Regions from separate parts of the Mus musculus genome. Here region 2 is linked to region 1. Evidence: chromatin contacts called from public Hi-C data. All regions are on one chromosome and are shown on one strand. The core of a region is the stretch at or near the end of the contact, and the rest is flanking DNA. Distances in the headings are between cores, read along the strand shown. Region 1 overlaps Ido2 (indoleamine 2,3-dioxygenase 2). Region 2 holds the start of Adam18 (a disintegrin and metallopeptidase domain 18).

What was found. A called contact is a pair of places that touch in the nucleus more often than the background predicts.
Region 2: a Hi-C map of pancreatic cancer cells shows a contact between it and region 1, with 5 times the contacts expected there. The contact joins the promoter of Adam18 here to the enhancer-like site in region 1. A contact is called at or near these places in 3 of 39 promoter capture datasets (embryonic stem cells, hippocampal neurons and stem cell-derived epiblast-like cells), 3 of 484 Hi-C or Micro-C datasets (adipose-derived mesenchymal stem cells, embryonic stem cells and pancreatic cancer cells), 2 of 115 datasets of contacts at active chromatin or transcription factors (both in embryonic stem cells) and 4 of 9 other capture datasets (adipose tissue, embryonic stem cells, liver and 1 more).

What each region holds. Positions count from the first base shown.
Region 1 is chr8:24,543,870-24,550,098 of GRCm38.p6, forward strand. Ido2 (indoleamine 2,3-dioxygenase 2) reads right to left here. Exons shown (of 10, transcript NM_145949.2): 5 at 4,951-4,965; 6 at 3,271-3,370; 7 at 2,638-2,755. Among named protein-coding and RNA genes, the nearest start is that of Ido2, 29 kb to the right of the region's middle. Within about 2 kb of position 3,547, at least 23 of the 459 cell types and tissues checked have an H3K27ac peak or open chromatin away from gene starts, as enhancers often do. A contact at or near this core is called in pancreatic cancer cells, where this site is marked.
Region 2 is chr8:24,671,655-24,677,883 of GRCm38.p6, forward strand. It overlaps Adam18 (a disintegrin and metallopeptidase domain 18), which reads right to left and starts at 3,101. Exons shown (of 20, transcript NM_010084.2): 1 at 2,992-3,101; 2 at 2,383-2,459; 3 at 419-474. The coding sequence starts at 3,043. It overlaps Gm51566 (a long non-coding RNA gene), which reads left to right and starts at 3,110. Exons shown (of 3, transcript XR_003947525.1): 1 at 3,110-3,215. It overlaps Adam3 (a disintegrin and metallopeptidase domain 3 (cyritestin)), which reads right to left. Exons shown (of 22, transcript NM_009619.5): 22 at 5,578-5,737.

The sequences.
Region 1 (6,229 bases), core at 2,297-4,796:
TGCATGTGCACTTACAGCTGACTTTTTGTCTCTTGGTGTGTGTGTGTGTGTGTGTGTGTGTGTGTGTGTGTGTGCATGTGCCTTTTCCCAGGCTCCTTTCCATCTGTTTGTTTGTCTTGTCCAACTTAACATGATAGTTTTTGTTTTCTCTTACTTTATTTTATTATTACCCCTTAGAAGCCTGTTGGTTTTCCAGTGTAACACAGAAGGTGGTGGATCTGGGTGGGAGGGAAGGTGGGCAGAAACTGAGGGGAGAAAAGGGGAAGGATATATTATGTGAGGGAAAATTATTTTTAAGAAAAAGATAATTAATGATGAACCTAAGCATACGTCTCAGCAACAAGATCTCTGCATAGAAACCCAGCTAACCCTGTAAATTACTGCTGTAATCAATAAGAATGTAGTTTACCAAAGGGCTGGATTCCAAGTTAACGTTTAAATACCTGCTTCATTCTATAAGGTAGAAACAAACAGCGCAGAAGTAACTAAATAAAAAGATATGTTTGCCACACACAAGAATGCAAATAACTGTTGATAAAACAGAATTTAGGCATCTGCCTTCCTTTGGAAGAAACTCAAGGAACCCTGCGCATGAAAATGCAGATGCTGAATTCTCACACAGGGAAACTGGGTAGCCAATGAAGGTGTATACCAGAGAGGGGTCCTTGTGTCAAGACAGCATGTGACAGATAAAGACCACCCAGCAACCGTGACAAATGAGTTAGAAGAAGTCATCAGGAAATGCAGACTAATATTTTATGCTGCTTCTAGTCCCTTGGCCTGTTTTCCTTCCGTGATAGAAATTGCACGTATAATATCAGAATCCATACTTAATGCAGCTTGAACTAAGTCCCCATTTGAGGGTTTGGTTTCTGTGTTTCTTTTTGTGGTTCCTGCTAAGGCTCCCGAGAGACAGCCAGGCCCCTGAAGAAGAAAACCAGGGAGGGAACTTTCCAGAGAAAAGGAAGAAGAGACTAAGGGCACCCAGAGCAGAGAGACACACCCAAAGGGAAAGAGCAGAGGCCACTGCAGAAAACCTGCTCCTTTAACCAAATCTAAGGAGAGACCATGTGGACGTTACCTGCAGGAGGGAGATTGAATTCATTTGCTATCTCATAGCACATGCAGATGATAATAGATGAGTTAAGAACTTAAGTATAAAAGATGAAAACTTCAGAAGAAAGTATGGGGGATTATATTTCCAACCTGTTCTTCCTGAATCATTTCTTACGTAAGAGCTAACGAACAGTCCTGGGACCATATTTCAGTGGAGAATTTTTGCTTGCAAATGGCATTAAACAAACCTTATTTGTACAACTATGTTAGGCTGGGCAAAGGCCTGGGGACTTGGCTTGCAGCGCAGTGGGCCTCCGATGTCCACAAAAGGCATTTTTATGGACCCTACATGCCTGGGAAGGAAGGAAGGATGTCCTGAGGGAAACCCAGGATGCTTGCTGAAGCTGGGCTCTAAACACAGTGATTGGTTATTGGTAAAATCTAGTTGGGGGTTTGGGAGTGGAGGGAATCCACCCAGCCACGCTCTCCGAATCACACACAAAAGCAGCCCATGCAGACCAGACTCCGTGCCAAGGACACGCACGACCCCCTGCCTATGCCTTCCAGCGTTTGATTTTGTTTTTAAACATGATCTCTCTTTTATGGTAACTGTTATAGTATGGCAAGCGCCTCCCCTTGCTGACTCTGTACTGCTGGCAAGGTGCCTGCATAGAGGCAAGGTGGTGGCGACCTGTTTCCGCTCCTCAGTGCCACACTGAGTAAGGATCATCGGACAGCCCTTAGCCCCTTAGCTGTGTGTCCTTGTCTGATAGGCTGTTGTCAGCCTGCTTGTGTGCCAGGAACACTGCCCTTCCCATGGCGTCTCAGCACTGGGGATGAAAACTCACTGAACACTGGACTAAACTGTCCTCACTAGTGCCCTATTTTGACTGCAAGTATTTCAGAGGCTAGGACATATCCTCCATCCGGAGACGCGAGGAGGGCGTGCCCACACTAAGGGCTTCATGGGATGGTGTGGAGGATACTGTTGCCATCTTTGAAAAGTGTGGACACGTGTCCTTCTCCTTCGCCACGTGTGTGAATACAGCTAGTTCTAAAACCTTGAAAAAAAGTCATCACATAGAGAAATTTGTCTCAGGATCAGATGGCTTGGAAGGAGTCTAATTGGGGAGCTCTCCGGGTCCTTGGACCTCCTTCAGCGGATCATGAGGGTCTTTCTGGATTTGTAACATGGTCAGAGAGGAAAAGCAAATGACTCTTGAGGGCCTTACAGACGCCCCCACGGGACAGCCCTGCCCGCCAGCAAGCCTAACCTGTATAACCAACATTCCCCCTTGTGGCCCATCCAATCTCCCAGGCTTCGTTAAGAGATCAGCATGCCAAAGTCGTATCTGGACCCTGGAGAAGGGAAGCTACCCCAACCACACGAAACTATAAAGAACGATTCTAAAAAAAATATTTCTGCCGACTGGAAAAAAAAAAAAAAAAACAATTCTCTGACTGGGACGCTTTACGCTAAATATAGAACACTAGCGCCATCTTGTGGAGAGATGGACCACCATCATCCACGTAGGACCTGCCCAAGTCCAGGCCACTGGAGACGCTGCTCCAGTATCTTACCATGCATTTGGGCCAAGGCTCTGGTGATATCCTGGATGGAGAGTCTCAGCTGCTGCAGGGCTTCTAGCAGGGTGTCCTGACTGTGTTGCCGAATGGCCTCCATTCCCTGAACCAGGGCCTAGGAATAAGATCCACGTTCTCAGTTGAGGTGCTACGAAGTAACTTTTTTTATTAAAACCCCCGCGGGATGCAGATCGCCACGGAGTAGCCCACACTACTGGAATATCTCTGGAGCGTAAATTGTGACATCAAGAGCCTCAACACAAGTGCTTTCTCATTCCTTCTGGGTTTCCCATATCACAGTCGTTTCTACTCTGGCATCCCTACAGATATGCATGGATATGCCTTTATCTGCCTTTCCATAAAACAGTCTTTTTCTTTTTGACCTCTGAGTCTCTAGCTTCTGCAGGTCCATGAAGTGGAACAGCTAGCGCAGTGGGTGTCTGTTGCACTCAGCGTGTGGTACCTGGGTGTAGACGGAGAAGTCGGTTCACTCCAGGCTAAAAGGGCACTGACACCACAGGCTAGAACTCAGATATGTCTCTTCATCGTCAACCCTAGGAGGAGGAGGCCTCTGTCTGTCCACGTGGGGAAAACCACCATAGGGAGAGGGCCGGGTGAGTAAGAAGATACCTTAAGGCCGGGCACTGCTGCCTTCTCCACCAAGACTGTCACTAGGATGAAGCCCCGCAGGCTCTCTCCCCCCGGAAATGAGATGATGGTTTCCAGGTTACTGGAGGAAGAGACCAAGAAAAGAAGAAAATCAGATCAGTTAGAGCCAAATTCCTATGACCTGAGAACTATGACCATTATGGGTGTGTGCCTGCGTGCCTGACTAGAGTTCTAACCCAAGGATGAATTGCTGCCACAGAACCGCGGCCGGAAGCCTGTCATTACCACATCCAAACAGTAGGTGGAGCTCCAGGAACGCTACAGAAGAGGGGCAGGACAGACTACAGTAGTCAGAGGGGTTGAGAACGCCAGGAGAACACAGCCCACGGAATCAAAAACAAGCCGACCTCATGGGGGCTCACAGAGACTGAAGTGACAATCACAGAACCTGCATCGGCGTGACCTACGCCGTCTGCTCATATGTTGTGGTTGTGTGTAGTTTCGTGTTCCTGTGGAACTCCGAATAGTGGGAGTGGAAGAGTGTCTCTGACTCTTGCCTGCTCTTTGGATCCTTGTCCTCCTAGTGGGTTGCCTCATCAAGCCTTGAAATGAGGGGCTGCTGTTTGTAACTATGTCAGGGCAGGTTTGGAGGATAGCTCCAGGAGGCTTGCTTTTTTTTTTTTTTTTTTTTGGAAAAGTAGGAGTAGATCTAGGGAAAGGAGAAGTGAGAGGAGGACTGGGAGGAGTAGGGGAGGAGAAACTGTGGATAGAATATAATGTGTGGAAGAAGAAGAAGAAGAAGAAGAAGAAGAAGAAGAAGAAGAAGAAGAAGAAGAAGAAGAAGAAGAAGAAGAAGAAGAAGAAGAAGAAGAAGAAGAAGAAGAAGAAGAAGAAGAAGAGGAGGAGGAGGAGGAGGGAGGTCATTTCTAATCAACCTGCTGCTGTCCTGTCTTCCCATCAGAGCCAAATCTGACCTGATACAGAACCCAGATGAGTATCTGCACACATCTGCGTTGTCCCCAGCATCTCAAACATAAGCAAAGCCCAGCCTCAAACCTCAAAACAGCAAAGCGGAGGTGAGTCACACATCTCCTCGGTCCAGCAGAGGTGTTAGCCTGGGGAATATTTGCCATCCACCTGTATGCTCCACAGAGCTGAGGAGGGTGTGTGTGTGTGTGTGTGTGTGTGTGTGTGTGTGTGTGTGTGTGAGAGAGAGAGAGAGAGAGAGCGCAGGATGTGACTCTGGCTCCTCTGCTAGCTCTGCTCCCCGGGGAAGGTGGAGCCTATGACTATAGACCACACCTACTCACAAGGGCTCCAGCCCATCAGGTAAGAAGGGATTACAAAGGGACCCTTCTGTCACTGTGACCTGCCTGTTTCTGGCCTTTTGCTGATGTTCTTCAGAAATAAGAAATCTCTGCCAGTTTTCACAGAGCCACGGTTTCTTTTCTTACACTACACTTTTTTTTTAAATCATGGACATACAGGAAAATGTGGTTAAGAAAAATTAATCCCTGCACCCCTAGAAGCTAACCTCCATCAGAGCTACTGCTTGGACTATTGACTTTTTAATGCACTTCGAATTTTCAGGAGTTCATAGACAGCTGATGCTATTCCATCCATACAGCTGACCATGCCACCCTCTTGCTTTATCACAAGCCTTTAAAGGTAACAGTGGGTGGTTCTAAAGGCACATCTTACCTGATTTCCAACGGTCTGGTCGCATAATAGTTATTGGTGATAACAAAGAGAAAAAGAAAAAAAAAAAGAAAACAACTTAGTTAGTAACCAGATATAATTCTTGAGGTCCCGGGTACCCAGGCTCCCACACTCATCTGCAATGCCCTGGCACATGTACGGATCAGGACCCACCTAGGATGGACAGTGAGCCACTGGGTGACAGCAGAAACCAGATCTCACTTGACAGCCCGTGTCGTGTGTCTGTGTATGTACACATTCTTGCTTGCCTCTCTCTAGCTGCCTCTCGGTGCAGACCCCACTTCAGTTACTCTAATCCTACCCACCTGTTAGGAGTGGCCTTACATCAGCGTCTGGTCAGGCACCATGCTTTCCCTGCTGTTCCCCCTGGAGTTCTGAAGATACTGTTTATGTTGTTCTTTGACTTGTGTTAAGAGCTACTTTGTCTCAATACTGAACTGTTTGGGTGGTGGGGGTGGAGGTGGGGGGGGGTGTTGCTTCTATTTCTTTCATTTCTTCAAAGCACTTAATAAGCCCTGGGTAGACATCTTAAAAGACTCAGGAAGATGATGGCTCAGAAGAAATACGGTGGGGGAGCTCCAGGCTTGCATTTGCATCTCTGGGTGCTGTACCTCACTTGATGGGACATTCATTTCCTGGGGTTGTTTTCAACCCTGTCACCTCCCTTAAGACTTCATCTCCCAATTTCCCTTGAATCACAAACCCAGCTTCACAATAGTCCAGGCGCACATATTTATCATCTCACCTACTCCAATTCTAAGTTAGATTTAGTAGCTTTCAATGCAGATCAGTTTTTCGTTGCTGTATAATTGGTCAAAGACCAAGTCAGGCCTGGTTGTGCATGCTGTTAGTGGCAGATAGTCAAGGGGCTGAGGAGGTCTAAGGATCACCAAGTCAGGGACTGCTTATGCTACAGTGTGAATTTCAGGTCAGCTTTGGCATTGTGAGAGAAACTGTATCTAAATAAACGCTGAAGAGAGGGCTGGGGATAGAAAACAGGGGTGGAGCTCCTGCCTCACAGGTGAAGGTTCATTCAGTCCCCAGTCACAAACAAGCTTATCATCAACATATGATGCCATCATGATACCATTCATCATATAGCATCACCATACAACATCAACATCGTATGACATCATGTAACATTATCATATGACATCATCGTCATATGACATCATCATCCCAGAAAGCATGAAGTTCTAAGGCTCAGCAGACTGTAGATAAGAGGAGCCCTCCCCAGTTCTTAAAAGGAAGGGTCTCTTGA
Region 2 (6,229 bases), core at 1,851-4,350, 130 kb after region 1:
GGAGCTGGCACAGGAGATTTTTACAAGTAAGCCATGTCAACGTAGGTTGTTTTGAACCACATAAGTAATAGGCATACCATAAAACTGGCACTACTTGAATTTCCCAACAATGGTCCCTTGATTATTCACTGTAATTGATTTCGGAAATTGACGCAACTTACCATGCTTGGCTATGAGGGAATACATAATTGAAGATTTCCAAGTATGTTATTTACTTCTCAATTTAAAAATACAAATCTGAAAATTTAAATGCAAAGGCCTCACAGATCCAATATTCAGGATCAAATGGGTCCTAAAGTGAAAAGTTGACTGGACCATTATACGACACTACTGAGTTTAAATATTACGTGTAAACATTAAGAGAATAAAAACTAAAGACAGACTTTTTACTTTTGCTGAAAGAGAAGATCTATCTTACTGGTTCCTGAGATGCAGAGAGTAGGGCTTCCCGTCAATGGTAATGACGTATGTCACCTAAAATAGAGCAGATTGACAAATGATTTAGGGAGGAGGATGAGTGCCGTGTAAGACAGGGTTTTTCACTTGTTAATTAAAAATATCTCAGAACATTAAAAATAAACATATTGTTTAGGACCAACTGCATTAGTTAGTAATATTTTAGAGTTAGCTGATTTCAGAAGAGTATGATTTAGTGTGTACATTGAAATATTTGGAAAAGAATATATTTTTAAAATATAATTTTTGCATTATTAATATTCTATCAATTTCTTTAGGCTAGAAAAGCATACATTTCTAATAAAAATAAGGCATCAATGAGAGCTTATGTTACATACCAAATATAATGAACTAATAAATGATTTATAAATATATGCATATTATACTATACATAAAATATGTAAAACAGAATATGTAAAACTACAAAGGAGAAAAAAGCATAAGAGACTACACAGACAAGAAGCCATGAGAAATGCTACAGCCCAGGGGTGGAGCTTCCAAATATCAGGAACTGAGTAACAATAATGTTCTTCCTCTTCCTCCTCCTCCTCCTCCTCCTCCTCCTCCTCCTCCTCCTCCTTCTCCTCCTCCCCTCCTCCTCCTCCTCCCTCCTCCACTCCTCTTCTCCTCCTCCTCCTCCCTTCCTCCTCCTCTCTTCCTCCTCCTCCTCTTCCTCCTCCCACTCCTCCCCTCCTCCCACTCCTCTCCTCCTCCCACTCCTTCACTCCTCCCTTCTTCCTCCTCCCCTCTTCTTCCTCCTCCTCTCTTCCTCCTCTCTTCCTCCTCCTCCTCCTCCTGTGTGGAGGAGTGGAAGTGTTTTATAGAAGTGCCATGTCCCTGACCTAGGGAAGAATGCTTTTGTATGCCTGTGTGTTTTGAACATCATTTTCTGACATCAGCAGATAGGACAAAAGTGACCCCAGACAACAAAAATCATCCATTAATGTTGGAAATAACATTTATTAAGCAACGCAGAAAGCACAGCCTGGGAAGGAATGAGTGATACACTACAGAAATATTTAACAGAGTTCCACAAGGGATTGAGTTACTGACTCTGACTGACCCCAACTGACTCAGATAACAAACAGTACTGCAAACATACCAAGCAGTACCCATGGTGGATATTTGTTGTTTAAGTTTACTTTAGACCTGCTGACTGCACACACACATAATACATGCACACACACACCCTACTCACACAATGCACTTACCACACACATGCACACATACATGGATGCATGCACACACATGTATGTACACACACATACACCACATGCACACACATAAAATAAAATAAAATATTAAAAAGTATTTGTTATAATGAGACTTTTCCCCCTGATGTGACAAATATCTAAGACATTTTAAAGGGAAGAATGGCTTATTTTCCCCTCAGGATGCTTCTGGTGAACACTTAATTTCCAATCAATATAAAGGAATACATAATTCCAAACTTAAGAAAAATGCCAAATTTGTAGTTAAATGTGTGTATAGTTATATAGCTTTATAATATATATGTATATATATATATATATATTCCTTTCTCTAACTTAATATAGCTTATGCTGACATTTGTCTAATTTCACATGTTCTAAATTTTACTGCAAACCAATTTCTCTACTAACAAAGCTGTTAATTTGCACATCGGGTCCTCGTCATGTAGGTTTTACGTTAATCTTTTTTATATTGATTTTTTTCCCAACCGAAATGATTACTGAGAAATGTTCAGTATTTCTTTAAATTTAAGAACAAAAATGACTTTTAGTGGAAAAAGGGATCTGGCACGCGAGACAAGGGTGGGGTGGCAGCTTCAAAGAAAGACATAGAAGGCTGTTCTTTGAAGTGACCACAACCTAGGGTGCTATGGAGGCCAGCAGCAGGTGGCCCTCAGCTGTGACTAGGGTGCAGGAAACAGCTTTGCAGACTGACCTTCCCTTCTGCATCTCCGCCCTTGCGTGGCTCTATCTTCTGCGGCACTGTGATATGCAGGCATATTCCTTCCGAATCTGCAGTAAAAACGTATATTTTGTTGTCAGGTTTTAAAGTTGGTTTGGTTTATTTCCTGAATCCGTGGTAGTCCCATTCCAAGCCGTGTTCCTGAGTTCGCCGGGGGTCCCTGATGTGGTTGGCAAACTTACTTGTAATAAGCCCTTCCTTGATACAGGAGTTTCGATAAAAATTTAAGGACAAAATTTATGGCTGCTCTTTAACCCGGCAGCCCTGTTCCTCCTCAGAAGCACTCTGAGGCTGGTTTCTCTCGGGGCTCTGGGGAGCAAGCAGAGGGCACTGGTAACAGACACTTGCATCTCGCTTCCCAGGATGCCCTGATCTCAGAAGACTCATTGTTTTTTCCTGCTGTTGGTGCAGGCACAAAGACAGAGCAATTGCCACCTTGATTATCCTGTGTTCAGCTGGCTCAGGCTAGGGTTGGGGCTGGAGTCGGGCAAGATGGAGACTGTCATCAGCCAGAGGGAATACAGGAACCCTGTGCTATCCTTTCTCAACTATGGGAAAGCAAAAGGGCTCGCAGGGGCTTACCGAGGCGGGCAAACAGCATGGCAAGCTCCGCAAGTATGAAGAGCAGAGGCATGGTTGGGTCCAAGTGCAAGAAGCTCAGCCGAGCTCAAGACCGTTGGCAGCCGTGGGGCACGTGGGCAGCGTGGGAGAGCCGCCACCAGGGGCTCGCCAGAGGCTCAGGGGCTCCACCTGGCCCAGAACCAACACCAGCTTCTGGCACAGGCCCTCGCAGCAGGCATCGCTTGGTGATTTTTTGTTCTTTTAACTTGGTTTTCTGTCCTTTTTTTATTGTGGTGGAAGATGAAAAGGAAACTAGAAATGCCGCCTATTGATTCCCAGCGTGACCAAGAAGTAAACGGAGCTTGGTCTAATCGCAAAGCATAAAGTGCTGCTCTGTTGTCTTGTTTCCTTGCTATACTGGCTTATAAACAGGGAAGGATATCTTACAACGCAGTGTGTTTTGTTAATGGTGACTATCTCAGGGTGTCTATTACTATAGCAGCATGACCAAAAGCAACAGGAGGAAGAGAGGGTTTGTCTCATCTTGTAGCTTAGAGTCCTTCCTTCAGGAAAGTCGGGGCAGGAACCTAGAGACGGGAGTTGATGCAAGACCATAAAGGAGTGCTGCTTACTGGCTTGCTTTCCATCAATTGCTCCACTTGTTTTCTTATAGCGTTCAGAACTACCAGCTCAGGAGGGGCAATGCTCACAGTAGGCCGGGCCCTCCCGCCAATCATTAATCAAGATGATGTTCCATAGATTTGCCCACAGCCCAATCTGATGGGGCAATTTTCTCAATTGGGAGGCCCTCATTCCATATGACTATAGCTTGAGTCACACTGGCATGAAACTAGCCAGCATGGTGCCACTGTACACTTGGAAAGAGAGAGGAGAAGGGCAGCTGGGTAAGGAAAGCTAGGGAAACTACCCGCCTATAGAGACAGCAGACGGAGGACATCCCACCTCCATCTGCTTTCCCAAGAATGTCCAACTCCATACAGGCAAAGCCCATCTCCTGCGTCTCTGACTCTCAACTCTCCCACTACAGCGCACCCTCCTGTATGGAGTGACAATGAAAAGGGCCACAAAAGTAGTAAGCTTAGGTCACCATGAAAACTCAGTCAGCTAGGTCCTACTCTTCCTAGGTCGTAATAACTAGGGTTATTACTAACATAAGGCAAAGCCATAGTTAGCATGGTTCATTATTAGTGGCAGTGAGAAAAGGGGGAATATAGAATTATAAAACTGTGTTTTCTAACCAACCATGTTTTGTCAAAAGTCACAGGATTCATTTGAGGCATAGAAGTGTGTGGTAGCAGCATATTTGTGAATATGTATAATCATTGATGGTGGATTTTAGAGTTTATTACGCCCAGAGAAACACTATGTCTTACAGACTTGACCCCACCATTATTTTTGTTTGTTTTCAGACACCAGTGTCCTAGTTTACTAAACTAATTCTTACCTTTACAAATGTGTGACATGTAGTCATTCTGATTAGCTTTTCTATCATGATGACTTTAGGGTTCACCCATTTTATAGTGATATTTGTGGTCTGTTCTTTTACAGGCTGACCAATGCTGTGTTGGGTGGGTGTTCTACCCATATCCATTATCAGTTAACGATGTTTGGAAAAGGAGCATTTGGGTTTGTTAGATGAACCTTGGGTAGGGTTTTTTTTTTTTTTTTTTTTTTTTTTTTGCTTTGGGTGAAGGCTCTGGGGACACGATCAAGCTTGAGGTTGACCAACAGAACACTTTACCCAAGCATAATATTCAAGGTCTATGGAGATGCACCCTTGGCCTCAGCCAAGAGAAGATTAGGACTTTGAAGGCCGCAACAAGAAAAATCACCCACAGAAAGCTCACCTTCAGCAAGTAACCTGCAGAATTCAGGCTTACCAAACATTAGGATGTCAACTCAGATGACAGACACAATTCTGCCCAAGACCAGGATGTTGAACCAGCTCGTTTATTGAAGTTACTTGTATGACCAAGGCAGATGCTTCAGCCAGAAAGCCCACAGGAGTGAGCGTGGGTCACAGCTCATGAGAACTATATCCCTAGAATTCCTTGTCTGTCTTACAGGCAGCTGAAGAGACCCTTCCTCTGTCCTGGCAGTCACTGCTTAATAAACCTAGGGAGGGGCCCCTGAGTCATACAACTTCCGGAAGTGAGCTTCCTGCCTTACAGGCTTCTCTTGAAGTTTGACCCCGGCCCCTTCCACCAGAAGGAATGTTTCACATCAGAAATAACCATACAACACCAAATATCAAGAAACATACTAAATCTGTTTTTCAGGGAACCATCGGGCCTTCATCTATACTTCTGACCAGGAACTCAGTCTAGGAAATTCCTTCAAGAGAGAAAGGATGCTATGCAGTCACTATTTGGGATCTACAGAAAGTGCTCCCATCTATCAGATCTCCCTCTGGGCATCTTGAAATGGGAAATGACAGAGCTGGGATGTGATTGGGGAGGAGTGGATTATAGATCTTGCTCTTGGCTTTGGGCACTTGGGAGGGAGTAGTCGTAGGTAGTGGAATATTCTCAGCTTAGAATGCTGATCTCCCTGGCTCAGAGGGAAGAAGCAGCAAATATGCATCTGTACACTGTCAGCCATAGACTTTATTTGGAGGCATGTATAACCAAAAACAGTAAGCCACAGAGAAAGAGATGGGCTAGTTCTTGCTCTTGTATCAGACCACAGAACAGTGAGCTTCTTGGTTGTGGTCTTCTTCTGTTGTGGCTTTGATGTTGCATAATTGCTGTTGTAAAAAAAAAATAAGACACAAGAAGTAGAAAGGCTACATTCTCATCATTATTAAAAAGCTATACAATAGAAGCTTAATTAACTAATACCATAAATTAGCATCAAGTCCATGATTGGCTCTGGCCTTCTGTGCCTATGATTTGTAAAGCTGAGTGATTGTTTTGTGTTGAGTTGTTGTTGCTGCTGTTGTTTTCAGTTTGTCTTGGTTTTGTTTGTGACTATTTTGCAGTGGATGCAGAGAAAGGGTGTGTTGTCAAATGAGCTTTATCTGTTTCCATTGTATTTTATATACTTTGCACGGGTGAAAGGAAACCATCCAGAAGAGACGTCTCGATCGCAGAAAACACAGTGTTCTTCAGGCACAGGACCCAGAGGCCCCTGAGCTGGGACGATCTGAATGCCCCCTTTCTGAGGACTAGCTTTCACACAGCCAAAAAGACACACCATGCAAACTTTCAAAAGAGGGAAATGATCAACATCCCTTGCC